Linked DNA regions of Gossypium hirsutum: region 2 is linked to region 1. The links are chromatin contacts, called in public Hi-C maps. All regions are on one chromosome and are shown on one strand. Each heading gives the region's core, a stretch centred on a gene start, on an enhancer-like site or on the middle of the called end of the contact. The rest is flanking DNA. Distances are from core to core; before and after follow the strand shown. Region 1 holds the start of LOC107945467 (serine carboxypeptidase-like 2). Region 2 holds the start of LOC107945465.

Evidence for each region. A called contact is a pair of places that touch in the nucleus more often than the background predicts.
Region 2: a contact with region 1 is called in a Hi-C map of hypocotyl, with 3 times the contacts expected there. The contact joins the promoter of LOC107945465 here to the promoter of LOC107945467 in region 1. A contact is called at or near these places in 4 of 34 Hi-C or Micro-C datasets (hypocotyl, leaf and seedling).

What each region holds. Positions count from the first base shown.
Region 1 is chrD12:27,214,909-27,217,608 of Gossypium_hirsutum_v2.1, forward strand. It overlaps LOC107945467 (serine carboxypeptidase-like 2), which reads left to right and starts at 1,269. Exons shown (of 14, transcript XM_016879484.2): 1 at 1,269-1,528; 2 at 1,680-1,816; 3 at 1,898-1,974; 4 at 2,068-2,190; 5 at 2,299-2,401; 6 at 2,493-2,524; 7 at 2,646-2,700. The coding sequence starts at 1,395.
Region 2 is chrD12:27,354,305-27,357,111 of Gossypium_hirsutum_v2.1, forward strand. It overlaps LOC107945465, which reads left to right and starts at 1,437. Exons shown (of 10, transcript XM_016879481.2): 1 at 1,437-2,528; 2 at 2,795-2,807. The coding sequence starts at 2,147.

The DNA of each region.
Region 1 (2,700 bases), core at 19-2,518:
TTCGTAATAACATTTATAATCTAATAGTAAAAAAATCATTTAATAAACAAAATCAAAATTTTTGTGTATGACGCTTGAAAGTTATTCGATACATATTGTACCAAATTTCAATACCACATATATCTTATAAAATCTTATGATGCTCTAATCAAATATTTATAAATTCAATTTAAAAGATATAATACAATAATTTCAAGCATATTTAGTAATAATAATTTAATCATAAAAAAATTTAATCATCCAAATATCATATATACTATAATTAATAAAAGAATCTTAGTTTAAAAGAAACCTTAAAGAAATAATATTTTTCATAAAATAATTTTACCAAAAATCAATCAACAAAGGAGAAAAACATACCACATAAGGATTATATAAAATTCTTTGCATAATGATTACTCATAATACGCAAGCTTCAATTGAAGACTGAAATAACAGTAGCTCTAGAAGGTAATCGACATCAGCTTGAGTAGCAAATTTGAGTGACTAGCTATTGCATTGGTTGTTGCTTGAACGGGGTAAGGCTTGGTGAAAGGGAAAAAATTTTGTGACTTATGGAGAAAAACAATTAAAATAGAATCGTGCTGATAAAATGTCATAAAATAAAATAACAGAGAATAAAGAACAAACAGAATGAGAGGACAAAAAAGAGAGCGTATTTTATTGATTAATCGGGACATTTACAAAGCTTCTCTAAAATTTTTATTTATAGGCATAAAAAGTATAAATGAAGTAGATATCTACTTCTAATGATTATTAAAATTTAAAGAACATCAAAACTTATTTTGATTTTGATGGACATCCACTTAATAAGATATCTATAACAATACACAAACTATATCTTTATATCTTATAAAAGATTAAATTATATTTTTATATTTTAAAAATTTTAAAAAGTTGATATAAAAAAACTTTTTCTCAAGTTACTTAAATTGATAAGTTATACAATCAAGCATAATAAACATACAACATAAAACAATAATAAAAATATATAAATGTGTGAAAAAATAAATTTTATGAGTGTTGATTTTCTAGTAAATACAAAATAAGTTTCTAATTTTATCCAAATTTGTAGCTTAATGAGAATGCATATACGGCAGTAGTTGCCTCTGACAATCAAATTCTGCCCATACATTACTTGAACGATTTATTTAGGATTAAAGCGTAATTGTCCTAACATGTATAATTTCTTCATGAGTCAACGTCAAAGGCAGCGCACTGAGCACAGATGTATAAAATATTTCGTCTATAAACACGTGGAAGTTTATTTGTTTAGTTACTATTTTTTTGAGTAGAAAAATAAAATAGGGTTTTATTTCTATCATCAGCAAGACAGTAGGTGTGAGTTGAGAATTCTGGCTTCAGATTGAGCTAAGTACAGTGGTTGAGCAAAGATGTCGGGATATATTAAGGCTGTATGCTTTTACATGGTATTTGTAATGAATTGGTGTAAGCCTGCAGTTTCATTTTCAGTAGTTGACTCTCTTCCTGGATTTACTGCTCCACTTCCCTTCAAACTTGAAACTGGGTAACTTCCCTTCTGCTAAAAGCTAATCTTTTCTTTAATCTTTGTATCCAACACATTTTTCGAATATATATGAGAATAGAGAGAGTATGTACTCCATTGGAAACTAATCCGATTGACTAGTCATAACGGGTTAGCTAATTGAATGTCTCAGATACACAGAGGTGGATGATTTGGAGTTTTTCTACTATTTTATTGAATCAGAAAGGAACCCAGCAGGGGATCCTCTAGTTCTTTGGCTCACTGGAGGCCCTGGCTGCTCTAGTCTTTCTGGGTTTTTCCTTGAAATAGGTGATCTGGTTGGTTATATCCACTTTGTCAAGGAATCATATCTTAATTACAAGCTCATTTCCAGCCTCTAAATCCATTTAGGACCCCTGCATTTTAACATGGTGGAGTACAATGGCAGCTTACCAACTTTTTTCCTGAACCAATATGCATGGACAAAGGTGAAATCATTTACGACTAATTGAGTTGTGCCAAGCCTCTTATTTCCCTTTACTGATATTTGATATTCGTGAACATCCTTGATAATTTTCTAGGTTTCAAGTATAATCTTCCTAGATGCTCCTGTTGGTACTGGATTCTCTTATTCAAGGACCGCCCAAGGTTTCAAGACTGGGGATATGAAACATGCTATTAGTTGTTATAATTTTCTGAGGAAGGTTTAGACAAATCTCTACTGCTAATATTGCTTGTACTTAAATATTCCATATATTGCTATAAGGTTTAGACAACTCCTTTTGTAACCTGGAGTAGTGTTTTCTGTTCAGTGGTTGCAGAGTCATCCGAAGTTCATCTCGAATCCACTTTACATTGCCGGAGACTCCTACTCGGGAATGATTGTACCTATAATTACTCAAGCAATATCAGATGGTAGCTAGCTACATCCTCATCCTCATAAGACTTGTATTTTTATATGTTGTTAATCAATGGAGCAATAACCATGTTATTCATCTTGGTTCAGATATTGAAGCCAAACCAGTATTGAATCTCAAAGTAAGTACTCCACCATCAAATTCCTGATGAGAATACCGATTTGTTGTGCTTCAAAAATTTCTTTTTACGATATGGTGTTTTAGATTCCGGAATGCTACAAAATTTCTAGCAATTATTGCAGGGTTATTTGCTTGGCAATCCATTCACTGATGCGAAATTTGATGGAAACTCAAAGA
Region 2 (2,807 bases), core at 187-2,686, 140 kb after region 1:
AGAAAATAAAAATGTTAATGATTCACACATTTATATTATTATATAATATTTATTGATAAATTTAAAATTATAAAATTTAAAAAAACATACAAAATATCATATATTAGTTACATTTGGGCATTGTGCAACATTGTTGGTTTTATAAGCAATGGAAATTTTAAATCGTGTTATTCCTCCTTTTAACTTTTCCACGTAGTTTACATGTTTCCTTTCATATTTGGCATAAGAAATCTAAAATGCCATCCTATATCTTCGCTTGATGCACCCTTTAAATTAAATCTACCTCAAATTATAATGCATAATTTTTTAATAAATTAAACCTTGAACAATTTTTTTATATTAAACCTTTAAATAAAATTAAATTATAAAAAATTTAAACCTTTAACTTAAATTTCAAGATAGAAAACGAAAATATAAAAATAATAATCCATAAGGTTTTTAATAAATTAAACCTTTTAATTATTTTTTATATTAAACTTTTAACTAAAATTAAATATAAAAAATTTTAAATACATGATGGCATATTTTATGATTAGTTATACAATAATCATAATTTCATAACTATAATTATTAATAATATAAAAAATAACAATCAAATAACCAAACCAAAATAATAAACAAATATAAGTAATCATTAAATAACCCATTAAAATAACTAACAAATATAACTCATAATCAAGTAAACCATAAAAATATTAAATGAAAACTATGTTTAAACACAAAATCAACCCAAAGTCCAAATACCATCAGCCACCCACCCATAATCTACCTACCCATTCCCACTCAAATACCCAAATCCCCAAACTTAGGCCAAACCCATAAAAAACATCATGGCCCCCATCACGATTATACCCAAACATGGGTCCGGCGGAACTAATCTAAAATTTTAAGTTTGTTTTCTAAATTTGAGTCTAACTTAACTTAAAAATCACACTTAAAATTTTACTTAAACTCGATCCGATCTATTTGTATTAATTTTTTTATGTATTATTTTTATATAAAAATAAATATTAAAAATATAATACATTAAACACACTAAAAATATTAAAATAATTTTTTTCTCAAACATTGAAAATATATTTAAAAAATCTTTATATTTAAATAACACTAATATAATATTCAAATAATAACAATAAAATAGTACCAATATAATAATAAAATGAGAGTAAAATATCATCAAAATAGCAACAAACAACAACAAAATAGCAGTACAAAAAACATTTAGGTATATTCGAGCCAAGCCTGACAGGTCAAAAAAATCTTACCCAATATCTATTTTTTTATCTAATCTAATTTTTTAAGCCTGTATTTTACCAAAACACTCTCACTTTTCAAACAGCTTTCGAGCTTAGATGAATGAATAAAAAATACAGCAAATAATAACAAAATAATAGCAAATAACAATAAAAGGATATCTAAACAAATTCAGAAGGAGCCGGGTCAGGCCGAAAAAATCTTCCACACCCTGTTTAGAAAGCGGGCTTGATTCCCAAATTATAACCTTCTATTTTTTTCCAGCATTTGTTTTTGTTTCATTTTTTCGTTCTGTCCGAAACAGAAAGTTAGAAAACTCTCTTTCTTACCCCCAAAACTCCCTATTCCATAAAACTTTCTCCCATAAAAATCTCATGAATCTAAGATCTAACTTCTAATCCTTGCTTAGTCCTTCGTTCTCCTCCTCACGTCTGCATCAAAAATGGAGAAACAAAACAAAGATCAAGACAGACTCAAGTGAAAATAGGTACTTGAAAATTTAAGCAATTTCTTGACTCTTGATGTGTATTGTAGATGAGGGAATGACGGGTTGCTTGGTTTTTGGCTGGATTTGAGTGTGTGTACTTTTTTTTGTTTTGTTTTAAACATTGAGTTTGAGGTTTGAGAAATGAAGTTATGTTTTTAGTTTTTACTTGTGTTTTAGACTCTGTTTAGATAACTCGAGCTGCTAACTAAGCCATATTACAGAACTATTATTGTTACCTTTGCAAAGTTTGGGCAACTGATATCAGTGTCCAGAAAGCACTTTATATCAGAAGGTACCAATTGAAACTCAACAACAACACCAGGTAAATTAGCTAAGTTAAATTAATGAATTGTTGATGTTGAATGCCAGTGAACAATCAAAGAATGGGTAAGATGTTACAAAAGCATGGACTATGACTATGATGTTGTGAATGCTTTAAGCTATCATCTATGTCTCTTAATTTTCGGTGTTTTGGAAGTTGGGTCCGTTACAGTGGGTTCTAAGTTTGGTGTTGGAGTGAAAAAAGACCAAAACGACGCTACTAATAAAAGAGCTAAAAAGGCACCACCAAAGACAAGAAAGCCATCGAGCAGACACCAAAACGACCGGTTCCGACTCCGACTGTATTTTCAAAGTCCTGCCTATGCATGCTTTCCTCAATTTCTCAAGTCCGACTCAACAATGGGTACCAGGAAACGGGACCTCCCCTCTGCTTTGCTTCTCTGCCTTATCTTCTTCCTTCTTTCAAGTTTTTCCTCCTTTGCATCTGCCCAGAAACTTTCTTTGGGTACTCTCTGCCTTCTTTTTCTTTCTTACTTCTTGCATGTTTATCTTAACTCTCTGAATTCTATGAATTAGGGTTTTCTTTTTGCCTTTTAGTGGTTAAAGAGTTAAATCTTGATGAAATTAGATGGATAAGGAATCAAATGTTCATATAGCTTTAGTTGGTTGGGTTGTCTGTGCTTATCATATTTCTTGTAATTGCTCGTAATAATGTCTTAGTAGTGGGAAGTCCTTAAATTTTGATTGTATCATGTTGTTTTATGTTTGCAGTTGTTGGGGAGTT